Regions from separate parts of the Drosophila melanogaster genome. Here region 2 is linked to region 1. The links are chromatin contacts, called in public HiChIP or PLAC-seq maps. All regions are on one chromosome and are shown on one strand. Each heading gives the region's core, a stretch centred on a gene start, on an enhancer-like site or on the middle of the called end of the contact. The rest is flanking DNA. Distances are from core to core; before and after follow the strand shown.

Region 1 (6,525 bases), core at 1,757-4,256:
AATGCGCATGGAAAATTAAACCACAATGAAAATATTGTATTTGGAGTAAAGGAACAACAGGTGAAGAAAATTGATATTACTAAAGCTTGTATAATGTCAAGTGACATCAAACTAATTCATGAGGCTGATGTAATATTAGACGACATATGTAGCCACTTAGGAAGTGACTGGCCTTTGCTTGCAAATGTATTGGGTGTTTCCCAAGCCGATATCGATCTTGTTAAAACAGAATTTTTGTTAAACGACAGCGTAAAGCAGAGCATGGCAATGTTACAGCTATGGCTAGAACATGGAGGCATATTGACGGGCAATGTACTAGCTGAAGCCCTCTACAAAATCGGCCGCTCAGATATAGTGGAGAAAAGCTTTAAAAATGCAGAGTTTGGCACTCATCAACCGGAAAAAGTTTTGCCGACTGCCGGAATTGAAAAAGATGGCGATTATGAACAGTAATTTACAAAGTCTACAGGTCCTTAGCAAGATATTTTTAAAAACGCAGATGGTAAGTTTAGTATTGATAAAATATATGTACTGCAACGCAGGTGTCACTAAAAGGAGTAAATTGATACTAATGCAATACTTAACATTTGACCATTACGTTAGAAAGAAGAACAAATTATAATACTTGAAAACCAGGTAATTAAAGTGTATAACGACATGAAATCATTAAAATAATATTATTTTGTTTTAGAGAAATGTCGATTTACCTGAGTAATCGATGAGTAATCGAGCGGTATTCATCATGAAATAGTTGCCGATATCTTAAATAATTTACCTAAAGTCGATTTATTAAGTTTTCTAAAAATTTAACATTTTCTTGACAATCAGAACTATTATTCAATGTATTACTTTGCAATTTATAATAAAACAATATTAACAGTGTTATAATTTAGAGTTTAAAATCGTACTAATTAAATAAATTGTTGAATCATTTATAGCTTTGAACTTCATTTAATTAAGGAGGATTAAAGTGGCTTGAATTTATAGTCAGATATACCATCAGAAATATGACTGATGTTTGCAGTCATCTGATGTGAACCTTTTTGTTCCATCATTTAAGGTTCACTTAAAAAATTACATCAAATACACGACATTCTTCTTCATAGAACTAAATTTTCATTATTTGCCACTTCATTACGTAAAAGTTTTCCTTAAAGTTTTCTCAATTAAAGCAACTGCCGGCAAGGGGTAGATTTTAATAAGCTTAAAGGTCCCACGGTAGGGCAAGCTAAGGAATAAAAGGAATAAAACATAAGAATGTTTCAGAATATTTCTACCCGTTACCACTACATTTACTACATCGAATTCCCCTGACAGATCTAAATTTATTTTACGTACGCAACATCGTGCGTCACACATCGAGCAGCAAAGGATCTGAAACAGAGGGAGGAGGAGTGTAGAGTGATATTAACAAAGAAAATGCAGCTCGACAAATAACGAGCGTCAAATAGGTATTCCAACGGGCACAATTGTTCACATGGAAATTCTAATTCTAATTGGCAAAGTTCATCAGTCGGGCATTGACTCCCAAAATAGGGGAAATAGTAAAATATTATCCTAGTCCTCTAGTCCGATAAAAAAAGAAGTCGCTAAGGAAGTCCATTGAAGAAGGACCTACATTTTCAACCTCCAACGCAGTCCAGGAATGGCTGCATGCAGTCGAAAATGGACTGCCAAATGGAATGTGGCCATTAACTCCTCGAAGTCAGCCTGTGTAACTTTTACCCTGCGGCCCGGAACTTGCACAGATCTGACTTTTGATGGAAACCCCGTCAACAATGTCACATCGCACTGCTACCTAGGAGTTCATCTAGATCGGAGACTGACCTGGAGGGCCCACATCACGTCGGTCAAATTCAAGTCACTGGCGAAACTAAAAAAGCTCGACTGGCTCTTCCACTCCAGTAAACTACAAATGAGCTCTAAGGCTCTTTTAATCAAAGCCATACTTGCTCTAACGTGGAGTTATGCCATCCAGGTGTGGGGAACTGCCGCCAAATCCCAGCTCAATAGGCTCCGTGTGGTCCAGTCGAGAGCTGCAAGCCATGCATCTGGGCTCCCCTGGTAAGTGACAAACCAGGTAATCGAAAGAGATCTGAAAGTTATCCCTCTCAATCAGATCAATTTTCACAGCAGCCGTTATGCCGACAGGCTTATGGTCCACCCGAATCAACTAGCAAACATCCTAGCTAATCCCATCTCCCTCCGAAGGCTGAAGAGGGTACACCCCACCGATCTCCCTACCCGGAGGATAGTATAAAATATTACACATTAAGTAATTAATAACTAGAAAAATTCTTTTTTTTTCCTTTTCTACTTAATAATTAAGAAACCACTTGGTCTCATATACATTTATACACACAATAGGTTAAGTTTTAGAGGAATTGACTGAACGATTCCTTTTGAATCCAAAATAAATAGAATGATTATTTAAAAAAAAAAAAAAAAAAAACATTTTCAACCAGTAGAAAGGAAGTTCCAATATGGAGAGCAAGCAGTCCAAGGCCTTTGACAACACCGCCGTGGAATTGATTTACCACATGGACGAGACCTTAGGCGCAAAGAACATTCTTAATTTGATCGCCATGGTGTTAGTTTTTCTAGTGCTCCTGAAACTGGCGAATGCGTAGAAGAGATCTGTACAGAGGCTTCCTATCACAATGCGTTAAAGAAGATCCATCGTCCATCGCAGTAAATGCAAAATGTGAAAACATCATCAAAAGACGGAGTCGGCAGATCAAATTAAGCAATGCACCGACACAAACCTAAACCGGAAATGGCATTAAAATTAATAATAGTAATAGTAATTACTAGCAATAGTAATCCGTGACAAATTTAAGAGTGAAATCATGCATTTTAAATGTTAACAAATATAAAATAAAAACCAAAACAAAATGCAAAACAAGTGGGAGAACGAGAAATCGGAGAATAAGATAGCGGCCCCGCAGCTGGAGCGTGCCGCAGTGCATACTGCATACAAGCATACATACGGCCCTACTTATATATATACAATACCTTCTTGATGGTGCTTGTTTTTCTGTAAATGTTTTTAATCTGTACTATATTGGAGAAGGTGTATATGTATGTATAATTACAACCTAATATGTAGAAATGCCCAGGATCAAGGGTCCAGATCTCATCGCCCAGGATGGGATTGAGGTAAGTTTGACGGAACACAGTCACCGAATTTTCTTTATATCTTTTAATGTATGCCCATGGCACAAGCCAGCAATTATTCAATAAATATACAATATGAAGACAAATACAATAGAATGAGAACATTTTACAGGGTGCTGTAGGGCAAAAAGGATGACATAACTTTTAATGACCTTGGTAAAAGGGGGGATCAATTTGCGCGACTTGCGACGATCCAATTGGCACTCGGGTGTATGAACTTACATACCGACGTAACATTTCCTATATTTGCAAGGCACGTCTTATAAAAATTTAAGAATTGCATCAATAATTCTGCCGTGCGTCAGTATATAAAAAGTTAATAGTTTAATTTTGTTTTTATTGTTATTCAATATCTTTGCATTATTTCTATATTTCGTACATTATTTATTACCTATGTGTATACATACTATTTTATTAAACTTATATTTGTGATTACTATCATCTTAATATTAGAAATTTGTATATCTGCGTAGGTTTAGTATACGATTGTTAACCCTTTCTACTATCTAAACCTTATCTTACGCTAAGAATCCATCAGTCGACCAATATTGCAGTATTAAAAATGAAATTTAATTTTATATTTAATTATAGCTTAAAAAAAGCAAACAAACTCATTTTTAACATTATAAAAAGAATTTATATAGAATACTTCATGTATATGCAACATATATTTACATATTCGTTGTTGATCCACTTAATTGATTTGATGGGGTACTTTTATTATAGTGTATTACTCGTGTTACTTAATTGATTTTTACACAAATTATAGAAATGAAATAATAAGGAATTTGTTAATCAAACAAATGAAGTTGCGATGTCGTTTGAATAAAAAGCAATATTTTACAAAAACACAGACAATGGAAGCACGATGGAACCGCAAATATCGAAAAATAATAAGCTTATGATATTTATTTTTATACTAACATTACATTTTAGATAACGATTTGCACTAAACATAAAGACTAAAGCATTATATAGCAATTTTGTGTACTGATAAATTTTGGAATTAAACGTATAAAATTTGTGTTAAACAGTCTTTTAAATTGGCAATGGCCTTTACATTCTTCTGATTACATATGATTTGTTAGTTTGCTTGAATTATCATGACCACCGAACTGTTGTAACGCAGATTCTTAATAAATTTATATGTTTACGATTGATACATATATATGTAAATGTGTGCATAACTGTATGTACACGTTTAAATACATATACATATATACATATAGATTTATAATCATATAATATGTATCTATGTGACTAGAGCCCTATATAAATCGTTAATTAGATTTATCACAGCAGTGTATTTGTTGAATTTCTAAACTTGATGTAAATTTAAAGTTCAATTATTTTTATTAATTTCACAAATTTTTTGGTTTCATAATATAGGTTCATTAACTTATTTATTGGGATCGTACAAATGCCGAGCTTAGTTATGAATCTTAAAAACGGTTGGAGATAAATGGTAAAAGTTAAATTTTAATGCAACCAGAATGTTTTCCAAAATAACCTACTCACATTATTTTTTTTTAAAGCATATTATTTTACTTTATGAAACTGCGTAATCATAATTATTCTTATGACACTCTCATTTCTTTAAAATTTATTTGTTTTCTTATAATCATAGTAAATTTTTTTTAGTAATTATTACAACGATTAGAGTTTCGGGGGTGAAGCCGAAATTAAGTATTATGTATGATTATGATTTTTTAAAAATTGCACAATTTAAGTATAAACATCTTTTATTACTAGAAAAAAAATACAGCATGCGAAGTGTATATTGAAACGTTGATCAAATAAATTGCATGCATATGTGAGCTCAAAATCTGTTAAGAATACTTCAAAATTCGTAAAATATAAAATCTATTATAAACTGTGATTTTGGTGTATAATATTCATGTATTAAACTAAAAAGCAAGAGAGAATTCTATAGTCGAGTTCCTCAAGATACTCAGCTAGTTGAAGTGCGTACAAGAAATTTAAACATCTTTTATGGCAAATAGGTAAAATTAAACCAAATTAAAAGCTATTTCGCAAATCGATATAAATTTATATTAATAAATGTATACAAATTTATATTAGTATTAAAACAATAAAAAATCAAATAATAGTATAAAATACGGGCGTCTCAGTTTTAGCGACATGTTGGCGGATTAAACGATAGAAATTGGCCACACAAATAATAAAACAGAAGTGTGGTCATGCTAGTTCAAGTCGGAGTCTGAGTGGGCGTGTCAACGCAGACGTCAGTAGAATCCCGCATATCTAACCTAAGCTTTCTAGCTATAATAGTTTCCGAGATCTCGACGTTCATACCGACGCACGGACATGGCCATGTCTACCTGCTATCGATCCTGATATTTTTTGGTTTGGAAACGCATACTGCTACGTTACATACCTATTATCGATTGTAGTTTACCCTTTTACTCTACAAGTAACTCCCTACGTCTAGGGATGATCTTGTTTATCAATACAAAACATTTTAGCTTTGAATTTATATACCAATTTTTAATTTTTGCTTATAATAAAATAATTTAATTACAATTGTGAATCAAATAAAATTTTAAAAATTTACAAGCTGTTTATCCAAAGATAAAAGTAATACAGGTTTCATAATATATGAGCAAATTTTTCAACTACATTTTAAGAAGTTTGAAAATAAAACACTTTCAAAGAAACAATTAATTGCAAATTATTATAGGCACTATATTCGAGTTTCTCGACCATTAGACTCATGTTAAATCCCATCGAGCGGCGCCTACATCTATCGCCATTAAAATCCTAAAATAGCGCCAAAAATGCATTGGAACCGGTTAAAAAAATCCAAACATTTTTTAAGTGCGAAATACGGACAGACTCGGCTAGAGCTCTTAATCATTGATGGAGACAATCTTTTCATTGAATCAACCTCTACGAGTAATGGGTAGCGTGAAACCCCTTGGGACATATTCTATAAAATAATATTTGCGGACCAGATAAGCTATAGAAAACGTATTACTAATTCGATATTTATTTTATATTTAAAATAGTAGTAAATATTCATTTTAAAGAAAAATACACGGAAGTAAATAATTCAGTTTCTCTTATTTTAAAACACGAAGCTATAAGAACAGTGTTAACGATTTTAAAACTTTTTTATAGTTTTAGCAAATTAAATGTATAAAAATAAAAATAGATGTATCATGTCCTATTTAAAGACTTGTGAATTACAATATTTTTAAAATATTTACAAATGCTATCAGTTACATAAGGCTTATGAAAAAGGAAAGACAATAAAGGGAAATATAAATACATTTTATGTACAATACTTTTATAGCGTTTCCTTTTTATTAAATATTTTTTATATAT
Region 2 (6,525 bases), core at 2,047-4,546, 350 kb before region 1:
TAAATGCCCGCAAAATATTCCCTATCCGCTCGCTTTAAATTAATACACTTGCTTGTGAGAGTAAAACCAACAAACAAGAAAGTGTATACGTACTTATGCTAGAAAACGACTTTTGAGCAGAAATTAATACTGATCTTGGAATCAAATTTATTAACAGTTTTGAGCATGCAATATACGCCACTCGTATATTTATATGAACTTCGAGTCCACCCACAACATTTCCCCAAGTAAACTAGTTTTCTAACGATTGTTTTCGATATCGATATTTGGGATGTTTTGCTGTTTTCTTGTTTATGCCGTTTTTTTTTTTTTTGTTTTTTTTTTTGAAAAACTTGTATAAGTTTGTTTAACAGACCGAAAAACTTATATAATGAAGGGAAAATATTCAATGGGTGAGAATACGTGTGCACAAGCGCTCATCCCCCTAAATTTTGAACAAAAACTTGAGATATCTTGGATCCAGCTCAAGAGCCAGCTACAAAAAATGTTTTCAATTTCCACTACATAATCGCATTCATATTCAATTAAAGTTTATATGATTCGATTAATAATTGTAATGAGTAGTGAAAATAACGAACATTTTGTTGCTTATGTAATTTCGAAATTTAGCACGATGCCACTACGTCCTGCTGGTAGTGCTGCAATGGTTTAAATATAAATATATAAATTGTTATTATACAAATATTTTGTAGTGGCCTATTTAAATCCCCTCATGGCTATGTCCGGGATAAAAATATAAAACTTAAGCGGCAACAATGCAGCTTGCCTCACTGTCAAATAACTACGTGAATTCCAAGCTTTTAAATTGTTTAGATGTGAAAAGTGTTTATTTTAATCAGCTTTTGTGGTGAGCACTTCTTCTCTTGCATAAACGTTAACTTGTTCAATCGACTATTTTAACAAATGAATAATAATAAGCTTCTTTAAAAATATGATAATCATGATAAACATTTTTCAATAATATTTTATTTAATTTATTTAACATTTTGGTAGATCATTTAACAACGAAATTGACCAAAACTAAATATTTAAATTCGTTTCATTGCTTAAAATTGATTTCTGAAAATCGTGTTTTACTCACAGGCAAATGCATTTTATTTTAAATTAAATTTTAAATTAAAAATGTTATGTACGGAACTACAATATAAAATACTATGATTAAAAAACCCAAGATCTATTTGGCAGCTACATATGTGATATAATGCGCAGATCCGGGCCATTCCGGCTTAATACTACCTCAAAACTCGAAAACTAGTTGGCGTAGCACTGATATTGATCAAGAGTATATATCCTTAATATCGCTGATGTTATATGTAAATGTGAAGTTTCTGGTGTTGGTCCTTAACTAATAAATTATGAATTCTTTTAAGAAGTTTTTAATGACCCAGGAAATACGTAAAAATATTATATATGAAATAAATATATAGCCTAAAGGCCTATTTAATTGAAAAAAATTTCTTACCTTTAATTTGCCAATTTCAGTGCGGAGAAGTATAATTTTAGTCTCGCCATTGACTAATGAATCTCTTATGTTATAGATTTCGTTTTGAAGATTTATAAGGGTATCGTCGAAACTGTTTAATGAATTATTTTCTCTAAATGCCCTCGATCGCATACCCAATGATGTTTTTCGAATCTAAAAAGTGTTTGACATACATACATACATATGTGGGTACATACATGCATTCATGTACACATTTGAAAACAATAGGAGATGCATAGGTATCTCGCATGTTTATTTTAAATTTTAATCAATGTGAATAACCGCATCTATTTGAAACTAGGCATACATACATTCAGCTCAAAGAAGCTGGGGTCGGAAAATCCAATTTTTAATATGTATGTACAGACATACATATGTACATAGATCGCGATCCGTTACGTGTTTTTTCCAATATTTACATAACGATAATCATTCGCTTCCACAATTTTCTTGAACTTGGATATGTATATACATGTTCATCATCATCATATAAGTACATATGTGAATTTGTCCGCCGATCCTAAAACATGCGAATTGGCGCCACAACTTACAATTATTACATACATATGTAGAAATTTAGTTTTAATAGGTGGGAACACAAAAAAACAAAATTTTTAAGGGTTGGACAAACGTTTTTAATTCAAAATACTTATTTTAAAGGATGGGAAAACGAAAAAAACTAATTTTAAAGGATGGACAAACGATAAAAACTAAGAATACTGATTGGGCAAAAGTTTTTTTTTATAATATTTAGTTTTAAGAGATGGTCAAAATAATAATACCGAGGTTAACTAGAACGTCTCATATTTTCTAAAGTATTCACTTTTTCAAAATTGAAAAGAGTGGCCAAACGTGGGCAAATAAAGACAACAAATGAGCAAACGATTCCAGCTTTTAAATTTCAAAAATTCCATTTTTTCGACTCCAGCTTCTTTGAGCTCGTACATTATGCGCAAAATGAGAAATCTGCGCACTGAAGTGTATTCGTGTTTTTGCTAGTGGTTGATTGATTTTTTGTGACCGTATGAATATTGAGGGTGCGTCGTCGTTGGAGCAAGCGTCGCAACGGCATGAAACAAACTCTTACAGACTCTGTGACTGAGTCTTAATGCTTAATATCAATATTCTAGTTTTCATTGTTCCCGAGATCACAGCGTTCAGATTGATAGTCAGACGGACTAACCAGTTACTCGATAACTGACCGACTGCATATGAAATCTTCAGTATATGTAAGGAAATACGATACCTATACACCTATTATGGTTAACATAGGTGTAAACGTGTATTCGTTGGGAATCAGATTATCCACCCTTACCTGATTCTTAAGAGTTTCGTCAATGTGAATGGTAGACGTCTTCCGAATCATGTCATGAGAATATTTAAAGTTAACGGGTCCTAAGATCCCGCTCTCTATGAAAAAATGTTTTGCTTTATCAATGCTCGAGTTCAATGGTTGCATTTTTTAGTTCTTATTAGATTAAAAAAGGAGTAAAACGTTGGTCAGATCAATGTTGATGGAGATCTTCTTACTCATTTATACTGAGTATTTCAATAACTAGCTGAAAAGTTTAAAGGATTTGAGCTTTAAGTAGAATAAAACTTTTTATTAGACTTACACATATACCCAACACATGCAAATGTTCATATAGTTGTTTTATTTGTTAATTTTTATATTTTACATTATTACAAATACAAAATATTAAGTGCCGAAGATCTGTCGCACGCTTCTTTGTGTGAATACTCGACTAGAACATATATGGGAAACAATACCTAACCCAATAAATGTCTTAAGATATAAGTTTCTTCTAAACTGATCGAAAATATAACTAGTATTCTATCAGTAGTTTTGTGTCATTATACATTATACCCTCTTTCCACTAAATTACCTGCATATATACACATGTTTGGGATATAGTTCACATGATATTTTTGAAGCGATTTTAGGCTTAATGTTATTTTATTAAATTTATATTTATATATATTATTTATATTTATAATTATATTATTATTTATTCGGTAATTTCATAGCTGTTCTGGGCATTACTTTCTTTCCACAATAAACATAACATTAGATGCTGTTAAAATTTGTAGTAAGTAATCGTAGTAATAATAGTAATAGTAGTAGTAAAACTAAAACATTTTTACGGGTAACAACACAAGACTCTCGTTTCACTCTGCATTCAAGCGCTCTATTATTAAACAAGCTCTAATTATATTTCCATCGTTCAATATCTATTTTAAAGAATAGAAGGATTAGAAAACTTTTTCGTCTTATTTTCAAAATTTGTGTCTTATTCGAACACTAACAGCGAACATACCGAAAGCAAACCTTTTATCTGCCCTTATAACCACTTTCAAACCACATAAAAAATTGCAGTTTGTTTATGTTGGTCAATCAATTGAATTTGATTGAACCCCATGATTACCACTTTTGGCATACCCCAAATATCGATATATTTCCCATCAAAGGCAAAATCGATAAGTTATCGTTAACTAAACATCCACAGATTGTAGTTCGTCTAATAAAGGTGTAGACACCAAGTCAATTAATTTTAATAACAAGAGGAAGTTCGTGGGACGGTTAAACCTATTCACAGCATTTCCAAGGTTTTCTAAAGAAGGTGTACCTCATGAAAGAACATGATGGCAGACAGATACGCTTCAGATTTGGCCCTTGTTGTCGTTGCGCAGATAACGCAAACTATTGGTTACAGCTGCACTCTAAGTGCACCCTTGGAGTTGTTGCAAGACATATTGCAGAAGTTTGTACAGGAGTTCGCTCGAGACATGCATAGACATATGGAACACGGTAAGTGGTATAGACCCTCAAATCAACGGAACCGATCATGAAATACAACAAAGCCTGAGTAGTTATAGTCGTTACTTGTAGAATAAGAGATTCAATAAAAAGTATGTGACATATATGTACATGTACATAAATGTATAACTTATCATCCCTGCAGTTCCATCAGACTATCATTAATAAATCATTATTTATCATTAAAACAATTTTGTTTGGAGTTAGGGCATTTTGCTTTCAGTTGCGTTAGAATACCGGTCAACCTGTCCGTTTAACCTTAAAGTAAAATATATTAGTATAATGTGTACAGAAATGTATTACGAAAAATGTACATCGCTTCTGCGAGTAGTACGTGTTGTTGCGTGTAAAATGAATCCATTGCCATTGGAATTTCCTGATTAAGCTCGCGCCTGCTACTCGCATAAATCTAGTCCCAGTTATCCGCGAAAAAGGAAGCGTGCCTCTTAGAAAAGTAATCTTTTAATTTATTTCTTTCTTTTATTGTTATTTCCCTTTTCCTCGCCCAGTCCCTTTCACCTACATCAGTATATAATTTCTCTAGTTCCGATGCGCATTAAAAATTTAAAGTTTCTTACGAAACTTATGTGCTCGGCGACTTAGAGCGTCAGCTTAGCATTCGGCTGGAAATAAAAGATCCATAATTTATTGCTGATTCCCTGCTTGTGGCTGTGCAGCCAAAGCAGTTGGTACTGTGGGCGAAACCGATGATCTTGGGATGTTTTTAAGGAGCGATGAATTGTGGGACTGCCGGGGTCTCGATTGGGGATTATGAAACCTCAATAGGCATGTAGATTGTATTTTTTGCAAATTATTATTTCATTAATTGTCTTGTAAACACCAAAAAAAAAAAAACAATAAATCTTTGATTTATATATATCTTAGATTAAGATATATCTTAGATTAAGATATATTTTAGATTAAGATATATCTTAGATTAAGATATATCTTCCTTGTAACCACCGGAACAGAAATAAAAATAAATAGTTGAGGAACTCGACTAAAGCGTTCTCTTATATTTTCTTTTTAATTTTGCTTGGTATGTTACTTAATAACGTTATTTATATGAGTTCAAAAAAATCTTATTAAAACCAAACAAAAAATCAAAAATGCTTTGTTTATTTGGATAAAATTTATAAAAATATTAATTGACAAGTATATATATTACTAATTTAGCAAATCGGATAGAGCCGAACCTTAAGGATGCACGCTTAAGTATAAAAAATCTCAGCATCAATGTTCAAGAACTATTGGACTACATAGGTAATGTCGAGCCTGTTGGATTCATCCGGGATGTACCACAGTTTCCCATTGGAAAATCTGTAAACATGAACTTCCTTAAGCCTGGAAGCGCTGAAACTCTAACGCGACCTGTCTACATATTTGAATACTTGCCACCAATGCAGGACCCCGAACTTCGTGAAATTCCAGCCGATGTTCAAAAGGAATTTTCGGAAAAGCAAGAGTTTTGTTCAAAAGCAGAGTATAGTTCAACAAACGCAGCTGATAAGTTAGGCGCCAAGCACATTGATTCTATCTCTCCTAATACTGTGATAAATTTCCGGTCGAATGCCTTTGAATTGGACGTTGGGAGCTCAGTCCGCGAAATGAGCAGCGTGGTAATGACAACAGGGGGATTCATAAGTCCAGCTATTGAAGGCAAGCTCCCCGAAGATATCATACCGGATATAGTTGGTACGACCTATCCTTATACCACAGCTTAATAAATTTTCATGTATCGGTGTTTATAGAAAAATTTTTAGGTTTGGATGCACCCTTTTCACCGACGATAATTGTAAATTCGTTACAAAAATCTCCACAACTGGCGCTTTCTGACAGAGACAAAACAGTAAATCCACGAAAAATCATTCCCTCAGAAACTAAAATCTTCAAACAAAATGCTGCATTATTGACAAGTGGACATTCAGAGTCTTCAATAATATATGCGTCTAACAACCATACGATGCTAACTGTTACAACACCTAAGAAGAATAGAAAACAGAAACATGATTTAATATGCGAACCCGGTCAAAGCGAACTTCTAACTAATCCGTTTGAAAAAGCTCAGGAAAAGTCACAGAGAAAAGCTTTAAAAATGTATAAACAAACCTCAAAGAACCAAAGAGACAGCTCAATTAATCAAATACAAAACATGAAAAAGTTAAAAAAAAAATTTAACCGCGGATCCTTCGATCCAAATAAAAAACATTTAGAAAAAATATTT

The links. HiChIP or PLAC-seq counts read pairs in DNA pulled down with a chosen protein or histone mark.
Region 2: a contact with region 1 is called in an H3K27ac HiChIP or PLAC-seq map of the Kc167 cell line, with 3 times the contacts expected there. The contact joins the promoter of CG33941 here to the enhancer-like site in region 1. A contact is called at or near these places in 23 of 107 Hi-C or Micro-C datasets (the Kc167 cell line, the ML-DmBG3-c2 cell line, the OSC cell line and 11 more) and 1 of 6 datasets of contacts at active chromatin or transcription factors (the Kc167 cell line).

Annotation. Positions count from the first base shown.
Region 1 is chr4:110,797-117,321 of dm6, reverse strand. It overlaps pan (pangolin), which reads right to left. Exons shown (of 12, transcript NM_001258477.2): 12 at 3,052-6,525. It overlaps Ank (Ankyrin), which reads left to right. Exons shown (of 12, transcript NM_001169348.2): 10 at 1-636; 11 at 1,318-2,064; 12 at 2,120-2,248. The coding sequence ends at 453. Among named protein-coding and RNA genes, the nearest start is that of Ank, 16 kb to the left of the region's middle. Within about 2 kb of position 3,006, at least 22 of the 39 cell types and tissues checked have an H3K27ac peak or open chromatin away from gene starts, as enhancers often do. A contact at or near this core is called in the Kc167 cell line, the S2 cell line, brain and 2 more, where this site is marked.
Region 2 is chr4:464,268-470,792 of dm6, reverse strand. CG33941 reads right to left here and starts at 3,296. Exons shown (of 4, transcript NM_001347760.1): 1 at 3,100-3,296; 2 at 2,799-3,042; 3 at 1,463-1,636. The coding sequence starts at 2,942. It overlaps Taf3 (TBP-associated factor 3), which reads left to right and starts at 3,965. Exons shown (of 8, transcript NM_143666.3): 1 at 3,965-4,292; 2 at 5,478-5,996; 3 at 6,053-6,525. The coding sequence starts at 4,124. Asator (asator,) reads left to right here. Exons shown (of 14, transcript NM_001272127.1): 14 at 1-1,384.